Regions from separate parts of the Sus scrofa genome. Here region 2 is linked to region 1. Evidence: chromatin contacts called from public HiChIP or PLAC-seq data. All regions are on one chromosome and are shown on one strand. Each heading gives the region's core, a stretch centred on a gene start, on an enhancer-like site or on the middle of the called end of the contact. The rest is flanking DNA. Distances are from core to core; before and after follow the strand shown.

What was found. HiChIP or PLAC-seq counts read pairs in DNA pulled down with a chosen protein or histone mark.
Region 2: a contact with region 1 is called in an H3K27ac HiChIP or PLAC-seq map of skeletal muscle. The contact joins two enhancer-like sites. A contact is called at or near these places in 1 of 5 promoter capture datasets (liver), 17 of 47 Hi-C or Micro-C datasets (embryonic fibroblasts, fetal heart ventricle, fetal liver and 9 more) and 2 of 2 datasets of contacts at active chromatin or transcription factors (alveolar macrophages and skeletal muscle).

What each region holds. Positions count from the first base shown.
Region 1 is chr6:69,133,885-69,139,259 of Sscrofa11.1, reverse strand. All of the region lies in intron 4 of RERE (arginine-glutamic acid dipeptide repeats protein), which reads left to right. Among named protein-coding and RNA genes, the nearest start is that of RERE, 120 kb to the left of the region's middle. Within about 2 kb of position 3,144, at least 18 of the 83 cell types and tissues checked have an H3K27ac peak or open chromatin away from gene starts, as enhancers often do. A contact at or near this core is called in retroperitoneal adipose tissue and skeletal muscle, where this site is marked.
Region 2 is chr6:69,362,451-69,367,585 of Sscrofa11.1, reverse strand. No RefSeq gene overlaps it. Among named protein-coding and RNA genes, the nearest start is that of ENO1, 37 kb to the left of the region's middle. Within about 2 kb of position 2,670, at least 20 of the 83 cell types and tissues checked have an H3K27ac peak or open chromatin away from gene starts, as enhancers often do. A contact at or near this core is called in retroperitoneal adipose tissue and skeletal muscle, where this site is marked.

The sequences.
Region 1 (5,375 bases), core at 1,895-4,394:
TTCTTCCTCTAACTGTGTGTACAGCCTTGATGATCTGTCGCAGGATGAGGAGGAGTTGGCTTTACTCCATTTTCATTTCAGGGCTGGTTTTGTAAGGTAGCATTGAGTGGAACATTTCGTATTCAGTTAGAGACTCTCTAGGCTCTTTATTTTTGTTTCATTTTATTTTTTGGCCACCCATGTAGCATGGGCCAGGGATCGAACCCGCACCACAGCGGTGATCAAAGTCGCAGCAGTGACAACACTGATTCTTAACTGCTGAGCCACCAGGAGACTCCTCTGTGCCTTTTAATATCAGTAACCCTCTGAGCATTTTTGAGGTGAGGTGGTCTCTGTATGCGGATGGTAGGGCGTGTCTGAAGGCAGAGACATAGGTGGCTTTCTTCTAAAAGCAGCTGAAAACATGGATGACTCTTTTCTACAGTTATCCCTCGGTATCCTTGTGGAATTGGTACAGGACCCCCTGTGGACGCCCAGATTCTCAGATGCTCAAGTCCCTTACGTGCCAGGAAACCAGAAAATTCATGGGGCTCACTAGATTGCACCAGAGGGCATCTCTGTCTGATTTCTATGGTTTAGTGTGTTATTTGTGAAATGCATCTATGTCTTTCTCCGTTACAGTAATTTATTCTCATAGCTATGTAATAAATGCATTGTATGAATATACTGCAGCTGATCCTAAATTGTTAGGGATCATTTGGAAAATTAGAAAAAATTTTAAAACATCCCCTTCAGTAATTGAGCAAACAAGTAGATTATTAATCAGTAAGAATATAGAATATTTAACAGCACAGTCTAAAATTTGAGTTAATTGTCACATGTACATTGCAACCGAAGAATCCACATTCTTTTCAAGTATATGTGAAATATTTGTCAGAAGTGACCATGTTGGGAGTTCCCCTTGTGGCTCAGTGGAAACAAACCCAACTAGTATCCATGAGAATGTAGGTTCGATCCCTGGCCTTGCTCAACGGGTTAAGGATCTGGTGTTGCCTTGAGCTGTGATATAGGTCGCAGACGCGGCTCTGATCTCCTGTTGCTGTGGCTTTGGCTATGGTGTAGGCCAATGGCTGTAGCTCTGATTCGACCCCTTGCCTGGGAACTTCCATATGCTATAGGTGCGGCCCTAACAAACAAACAAATAAATAAATAAATAAATAAAATTAAAAATAAATTTCATCTGAGAAAATGAAAGGGATGATGAAGAGCTCAAATTAATGAATTAATAAGGAAAATGTACATTAAAGATTAATAATATCAGAAGTTGCTCCTTTGAAATGACTCATGAAAAATTCCTATAAAGATGATGAAGGAAAGAAAGAAAGAAGGCAAAAGTGACCAGGATGAAGAGTAACCTGGGGCAGCACTGCAGATCTTAGAGGCTTAAGCTATCAGAGAACATGAATGCTGTTACCTTAGTAAGTTTGAATATTTTAGCTATGGTACTAAACATTCAGAGACACAATTTTTTTTTTTTTTTTTTTTTTTGTCCTTTGAGGGCTGCACCCTCGGCGTATGGAGGTTCCCAGGCTAGGGGTCTAATCTGAGCTGTTGCTGCTGGCCTATGCCAGAGCCACAGCAATGCCAGATCCTTAACCCACAGAGCGAGGCCAGGGATCGAACCCATGGTTCTTAGTCAGATTCGTTTCCGCTGTACCATGACGGAACTCCCGAGACAAGCTTAAAACAGACTTGCACACACCTGAGTAGGAATGCTTAGAGTATCAGCCTTGGTTGTAATAGTAAAAAAACTGGAAGTGACTCAAATATCTATTGGCAGGAAAATGTTGAAGAAGTTGTGGCACATTGAACATAGAGGTAATATGTATCATGTAAAGCGAATGAACTAGGGCCTAGGTGAGTCACACAAGCACAATGCTGAGAAGGCAGAGCAGACTGCAGAGGAAATCAGATGATGGTATCATTTATGTAAAGTGTAAAAACCGTGAAACAGTACCGTATAGAGTTTTAGTTACACGTACACTGCAGGAAAAAGCCGCGTGAAGGACTGCATGGTAACGAGCACCAGTAATTCAAGGCAGTGGTTACTCTGTTCCCTTGTGGCGGGCCTGTCAGTTTTAAGAATCTGGTGTCCATTGTCACTGCTGTGGCTCTGGTTACTGCTGCGATGTGTGTCTGATTCCTGGCCCAGGAACTTCTACATGCCTCAGGCCCCCCTCTCCCCGCCCCCCAAAAAGTGGTTACCTCTGGGGGAGTAAGAAAGACCTGTCTAAAAGGAGAAGCTTCTTCAGGTTTGGTCATGCTTTATTTCTTAAAACATGTTTGGTTCTTGGTTGTGTTATTTTTATACCTGTGTGCCCGTGACATTTTTCGTAATAAATTCTATAAAAGACAACCTTCCAGAGTTTTCATGAGATAGAGACTGAGGTTTCTGTGTTGTTCCTGTTGTAGGCTTAAAAAAAAAAAAAAAAAAAAAAAAGGCACAACCTGAAGTTGAGAGTTAAGTTTATTTGGGGCAAAATTAGGATTTAAGTCCTGGAGACAGCATCTCAGGTAGCCCTGAAAAACCACTGTGGGGAGGTGAGGTGGGAGCTAGGATGTCTTGGAGTTTTTGCAGCAAAGGACAGGGAGCAGGACCAAAAGAGGCCTGGGCTCCCCCACACCATTCCTTTGATGTGCACCTCCGCTACTGGGGCCAGGATCCTGAGTTTTCACAGCCCTCTGGGCGCCCCGGCTCACCCTTGGAGGTGGCTGTGTTTCGCAGATGACTGAAATACTGCCCAGAGAGGCAGGGGAATTATTAAGATGAGAGGAGGTGCGTGCAGCCAGGCACACTGTTGGCAAAGTTTCTTGCTGGTCTCATGAAGGTTACAGTTAGGGCGCCTGGGACAGTCAGACAGTTGAGCAGAGCAGTGAGATCTCAAGCAGGATTTATTGACTAGCAGAGTGGCCGGGAGCCCTGGGCAGGAGATTCACAGAGTCTCCTCCGCCCTGCCACTGGGAGAGCATCAGGCTGGGGTCATGTGCTGCGTTCTGTAGGTCCAGGGTGGCAGTCGAGATCATGGCATAAAAATTGAGCTTTGTTTGTCCTTGGAAAGTCAGCCGCTTCCTGGTCTTGGTTGCTTCGCCTGTGGAGGTGCGATTCAGTGGAGACGGCAGGTCCGGGTCCACTGGGTCAGTGAGTCATGCGGGGTTATTCTTTCTTAGGCCTTCCTTTAATTTCCACCTGAGTTACTACCAGTCACAAGGAGCAGACGTCACCATGAAGGATTTTCGTGTTTTTCTAGAGATGAGGAGATGCAGGAATCGGGCCCCTGAAAATAGCTCGCTCTTTGAGGAGCTGCCCTCTGGTTTCCTGGAGCACGGGGTGCCTCGCTCCGCTCCGGGTCTCCACGCCCAGCTCTGCTCAGGGGCCGCCGTGTGGAGGCTGATGGCGCGTGCCCATCTCCACGCCACACTGGACGGAGCAAGTGGGGTATGGGTTTACCAGGGTTTTCAGCCCCCTTCTCTGTGTGAAGCAGGCATTCATAGTAGCTTTTTCTTGCCACCCTCAGGACTTTTTGAGAAGACAGATATTTTTAAGGAAAACAATATCCAGAGAGACTGAATAAAGTAGAAGAAATGTTACTAGGATTATATGATTACTAAGTGGCAATTTTCATGGCTAGTGGCTTTTTTTGTAAGCACCTAACCTCTTTTCCTTTCTGAAGGACGGAGAGATTGGCAGAGGATTTGTCCTTCCGTGGGCTGTTAGCTCTGCCAACCCTGGGACTTTCTTCTCTCCTGAATCCTCAGTATCTTTTCCAGAACAGTGGTCTGAGACCTGGTAGAAGCTCATTGAAAACTGGTTACATGATTTGAGGAGATTGTACTGTGTAAAATTAATTCAAAAAAATTTTCACTCCCATAGCTATTATAACTGTAACTGCTATAATATTCTGGGATTTTGGAAGATTTAAAATCTCAGTGGCAAAGTTTGAACGAGCTCATTATTCGATGTGGAAGCACACGGGGCTGTGTTCCGTCGTGGTCTTTAGCTTCAGCCGGGGGAAGGAAGGGCCACAGCTGACTCAGAGCTGTTTTTCTCCATGCGAACGTCGCTGCGTGTTAACACGGAGGCAGGAATTGAGAGTAGAACATTTTTCTAAGGTTCCCTGGCACTAAAGCTTTTTCAGCAGAGTGGACGCATCAATTCAAAAGGAAGTTAATCTTTTTGTGGTAATGGAATATTCCCCATCTTGATTGTGGTTGTGGTTACACAACGCATTTGTCAAACACAGTTTTACTGTGTGTAAATTATATCCTCAGTAAAGCAGATTTAGGGGGAAAAGAACCCAAACAGATGAACCAAAACTAAAACAATAAAACAAAACCCCCAAATTAAAACGTTTCTGAAAAAGGATAGAGGATGAAGGATTTTAAGGAGAAAAGGTTTTTCTTCAAATGATATTAACATTTATATAAGTTGTATTAGTGCTTGAATGTGATGGGATATATGCTTGTCAGAAATTATCTGTTTTAAAATGAACTGTGGCCCTGGTCATGTGCTCTTTGATTTTCTTCCTTTCTTTTTTTTAAAAGCAGCATTTCCTCAGCCCAGCTCATACTTGACTGAATACACCGATCGATTATCTGGGGATTAACTAAGCCTTCTCATTTCCTGCTCTCCATTTCTCCTCCAGCAGGCCAGCAGGCCTTTGTTGTCTGGCTTGTGGACTGAGATAAGCTATCAGGGCATGTTTGTAGTAGGAAAATGGTTGTAGATGGAACAGTTATAAATAGACTAACCGGTATTAAAGGTTACAGTCTTTCTTTCGGTTTAAGACAAAAAGGAGAGAAGAATAAATAAGATGCTCAAGACAAGACAGCCTGGGTCACATAAGGTAAAATAGCAACATGTAAATCTTTAGGATTCCTACTGATTTCCCTCTTTTAAACCAAATTATCTGAATTCTTTTATTGGTAAGTTGAACATGTTTGCTAGCCGTAGTTGGATTCTTATTATTAATGTAGGCTGACTTTATTTAAATTTAAATAATTTTTGAATCTCTATTGTTAGTGTTCCTTAAAAGTCAAATACTTAATTCTAAAAATCTTGGTGCCACTAAAAGGCATTTTTATTTTATGGTGTTACCAGCTCTACATTTTGCAGTTTAATCCGGAGAACAATGGTATAGAAGGATTATTAGCTAGAAGGAGAGGAAATGCTGGATTCACAGGAAATGGGTGTGTTCCATCTCTGTGTAAGATGAATGATGGTTGAGGACAGTATTGTAAGCTAAAAGTCTTGTTTCTTTCCCTTAAAAGTTCATGTTGTTTGGGTTTTCTTCGGAGGCATCGCCGTTTCTGAACTGGCCATGATGTTGCCTGGCATGGCGGATTGCTAAATAAAAGTTGCCCAGGTTACTACCGAT
Region 2 (5,135 bases), core at 1,421-3,920, 230 kb before region 1:
GAGGGGCAGACGGTGCTGTGGTGTAAAGAGAAGATCCATCTTTGTCCCCCCGCCCCGCTTCTTCTCCTTGCACGAAGGAAGAATCTGCTGCTACTTCGAAGTAACGGGGCTCCTCCGGAGCCTGGTTGGAGGGTCTTTGGGGGAGGACGTATTCTAGGGGTCATTCGGGAGAACATGAGCATTCTGTCACCTGCCGTCTGCTTCTCTGGGGTTTTCTCCATTGGAAAGGCCAAACGAGGAGTTCCTGTCGTGGCTCAGCAGAAACGAATCCAACTAGCATCCATGAGGATGCAGGTTCAATCCTTGGCCTCGCTCAGTGGGTTAAGGATCCAGTGTTGCTGTGAGCTGTGGTGTAGGTCACAGATGTGGCTTGGATCCTGCGTGGCTGTAGTGTAGGCCGGGGGCTACAGCTCCCATCAGACCCCTAGCCTGGGAAATTTCATATGCCAAGGGTGTGGCCCTGAAAAGACAAAAGACCAAAAAAAAAAAAATAGGGGAGTTCTTGCTTTAATGCTGTGGGTTAAAAATCTGGCTGCAGTGGCTCAGGTTGCTGCAAAGGTGCAGGTTGGATCCCCTGCCCAGCACAGTGAGCTAAAGGATTTGGGGTTGCTGTGCAATAGGTTGCAGCTGTGGCTTGGACTCTGTCCCTGCCCAGGAACTTCCATATGCTGCGGATAAGGCCATTAAAAAAAAAAAAAAAAAAAAAAAAGGAGTTCCCTTGTGGCTCAGTGGGTAAGAATTCAGCCTTGTCCTGCTCTGGCTCAGGTTGTTGCTGTGGCTTGGCTTTGATCCCTGGTCCAGGAACTTCCACATACAGCGGGTGCAGCCAAAGCAACAGCCACAACAATACGTGTGGAACTGCAGGGTTGCTAAGACTCACTTTTACTCCATCCTTTTTGGGGGACAAGCCCTTCAGAGAGCATGCTCTGGGTGTGGAGCCATCAGGAAAGCCCCCACCCTTGGGCCCTTGCAATGGGAGCTGCTCTGCCTCCTGGGGTCTCCACAGTGGGACCTCCTTCTTTCCCCTGTCCCCCCACCCCTCCACTCCTTGTACCCTGCAGTGGGCTGGGGGCCAGGCCAGGGCTGGGTCTTAGAGGATGAACTGGGCCAATTGGGTTTCTCCCTCTCAGGAATTTTAAGTAGGAAATACGAAAGTCACGCGGCAGCCAGCAGAAGCAGCTGTAGCTAGGTCACAAGCCACAGTAAAACCAGCGGAGCCATGAGAGACCCCATGAAAGCGGCAATCAGGAGGGAGCTGAACTTATGAGAAAGCAGACACTTTGAAGTGAAGAGAAGCTGAAGGGTAGAGGGTGAGGAGGTCACCTGATGGAAAGATGAGAACAGGGGGCCAGGGATGCACATGGTGGAAAGAGCTGGGGATCCTGACCTTCCGGTGGCCCTGCTTCTAGCCCCTTCTTTCCCCGATGGGTTCAGCTTTGCCTGGGCTTCCGTGGGAACATCTGCACATAAATCTCCTGTTATTTGAGATGCTGAGTGAGTCCCCACGCTTGGCAACAAGAAGAACAGAATTAAAATGCTCTTAAAAAATTAATAGACTTTATTTTTTTGAGCAGTTTTAGGGAGTTTGGGTCGTGGTACAGCAGAAAGGAATCCGACTGGTATCCATGAGCACGCAGGTTCGATCCCTGGGCTTGCTCAGTGGGTCAGCAATCCAGCGCTGCCATGAGCTGTGGTGTAGTTGACAAGACACAGCTCGGATCCCCCCTTGCTGTGGCTGTGGTGTAGGCCGGCAGCCGTAGTTCTGATTCAACCCCTAGCCTGGGAGCTTCCATATTCTGCACCTGCAGCCCTAAAAAGCAAAAAAAAAAAAAAAAAAAAAAAAACACCAAAAAAAAGCAAAACCTTGTAAGATTTAAAAAAGAAAAAACAAACATAGAAAAATTTATTCTGGAAGTTGGAGTGTGAGAAGGAGACATTTGGGATTGAGAGGACCAGGAATGTGGCTATTTTGAAATTAAGATGCTCGAAAGTGTCAAATGAAAGGAAGAGAGGCATTAAAGTGATTGCCCCAGACACGTCCATCTCCAAAGCTGGAGACGAGGGCGAATGTCGCTGTTTCTTCTGGGTTACGAGTTACCCGCCTGTTTCTTCCGTATATGACTTGGGTAGAAAAAAAATGAATTTTGGTAGCAAATAGGACCTCCCACGTCAATGTTATAGGATTAAATTCTGAGTCTCCCAAATAACATGTTAGAATCTAAAATATATTTTCTTTGGACTCCTCCTTCCCAGGGCCCCTTTGTGATCCATGCTAGCCTTCTTTGTTCACCATTTAGACAAAATAGGGCTTGTGGATAGTTTTCCACTCCCCGTTATTATGGCCTTATTCTCCCTAGAAAACTACACCTTTCCTTCAGGGTAAACCTAAGTAATTTACCAAGAGATGCAGAGGAAATGTTTATCTTGAAATTCGGCTTTCCCCAGGGTGGAATTTGCTGGCTCCTGGGCTGGCTCGGTTAACAGTGGACAGCTGTTTATCACAGGAAGTGTGGAACAGTGCGTCGCAGGGAGCCGGCTGGCAGACAAAGGAGGAGGACGCCTAATGATCAAACTTGGAATTGGGCCAAGACAATGGAACTCAGCCTCCCCTCCCCTCCATTCTTTCACAAAGCCCCAGGAGACTTCTCGATCACCACACGTGGTCCGAAGTCACATTCGGGTTTCCATCTCATCCGAAAGGCATGTTCGTGCCCTGGGACCGCACGCTGGGGCACGGGCTGGGTACCGTGGGACTCAGAGAAGAGCGGGCTTCGCTGGATGCCACAGGGCGCAACAGAGCAGGGCTTCCCTGACACCAAGCTCTGAGTGTGTTGGTAAATAGACCCACTTCTACGCTGGTGGAGAGGAAATTCATCCAATCTGGAGTTGAATGGCGCACCTTAATTGCTGTCTACAATTAGTCATGTCCAGACAAAGGAAAAATGTTTCTGGTTTTGATCCTTTTGCGGGGCGGGGGGAGGCTGTTTCGCTTTTGCATGTGTTTGCATACGTGACATCTGCCTCCTGCATTTTGCAACACGCCCCCAGGAATCACCCACAGCTCCATTCCAGTTCAGTGGGGGGACTTTCAAAGGCCACCACGGGTTACTTTCTTGGCCTGCGGAAGAAGGCTGGAGAGGGAACAATAGGGATTTACAGCAAATGATAAAGTAGAAACCCACTGTGCATGTGGAAGGTGAGTACCTGCAGAAAGAGGAACTGCTGGGGAAAGGGAGTAAATAGCCACGTGGCTGGACAGCAAAAGTGCAATGGGGGGGTTAGCTGAAGTTCATTATCGGCTGGTATTTGCACCACATAAACTTGGAAGGCAATTTCAAAGCAAATGCTTAGAAACAAGCTCCAGTCTGTTACCAGGCTTGATAAAGTACCAGAGTTTTGCTTAAGGCATTTTAGGGGAAAATAACTTACTTGTTCTAAAGCTTGAGTACTTCTGGTGAATTATGAAGGCTAGTTACTGGCCATATGTTCAAAGAATTTGAATTCTTTTTTTTAATTATAAAAATGATACATGATTGATATGAAAAGATAAAAATTAAATAGAACAGAATTGAATGAAGTCAAAAGTCAGTCTGCTGTTCCCTCCTCACTCGCTGTTTCAGGCCCAGTGGACTTACTGTAAACACTTTGCTGGTGAAAATGTCTCTAGATGTATTGAAGCCCAGACAAATTTGTCCTTTTAGGAGTTCCCGTGTGGCACAGCAGAAATGAATCGGACTGGGAACCATGAGGTTTCGGGTTCCATCTCTGGCCTCGCTCAGTGGGTTAGGGATCCGGCGTTGCCCTGAGCTGTGCAGATGCGGCTCAGATCCTGGGTTGCTGTGGCTGTGGTGTAGGCTGGCAGCTACAGCTCTGAGTGGACCCCTAGCCATGGGTGTGGCCCTAAAAAGACAAAAAACCAAACCCAAACCAAAACAAAACAAATCTGTCCTTATAAAAATACAAATAGGGATGTGCCCGGGTGCTGTAGTGAGTTAAGGACTTGTGGCTCAGGTTGCTGGGGTGGAGTGGATTCAATACTTGGGAATTTTCACCTGCCTCAGGCATGGCCAAACAAAACAAACCAAAACAACAGCAAAACCCCAACCCCAACCCCCCCCCTCCCCGCCAAACAAAACCAAACCCAAATAGAATTATACTTCATGTAATTGATCTGTGACTGGCTTTTTTCGTTTAACTCTGAATGCTGGCTCTCTTCATCAATTCAGATTTACCTCATTCTTTTTGAAAATTGTAAGGCATTCCATTGCATGTTTGTACCATCGTTTATTTAAATCTTTTTTTTTTGGTCTTTTTGCCATTTCTATGGCAGCTCCTGGGGCAAATGGAGGTTCCCAGGCTAGGGGTCTAATCGGAGCTGTAGCCGCCAGCCTACGCCTCAACCACAGCAGATCCAAGCCAAGTCTTTGACCTACACCACAGCTCATGGCAATGCCAAATCCTCAATCCACTGAGCGAGGCCAGGAATCGAACCCTCGACCTCATGGTTCCTAGTCGGATTCATTAACCACTGAGCCACGACGGGAACTCCTATTTAAATCTTTTTTGTTTCGTGGATGTTTGGCTCTTTATGGGTTTTCACTGTTATACTGTTTTGAGTCTTTTGTATATATTCTTGTACACTTGTGCAATATTATTTGTAGGGTGGCTTTCTAGAACAGAATCACTGGCTCAAAGAGTATGGGTATATTTAACATTTTCATAAATGGTGCCAAATTGTGTTCTAAAAAATGGAATGATGACATTTTTACCAACACTTCATCAGGGTGCCTGTTTTCCTATATCCTCATCAATACTGAATATATGAAGTTAAAAACAAAAACAAAACCAAAAAACTCCTGGGGGAGGGGGAGGGAGTGGGATGGACTGGGAATCTGGGGTTAATAGATGCAAATTTCGCCTTTGGGACAGATAAGCAATGAGATCCTGCTGTATAGCACTGGGAACTATATTCTGTTTAGCACTAGTCACTTATGATGGAGCAGGATGGAGGATAATGTGGAAAAAAGAATGTATATATGTATGTGTGACTGGGTCACTTTGCTGTATAGCAGAAAATGGACAGAACACTGTAAACCAGCTATAATGAAAAGAATAAAAATCATTAAAAAAAACTT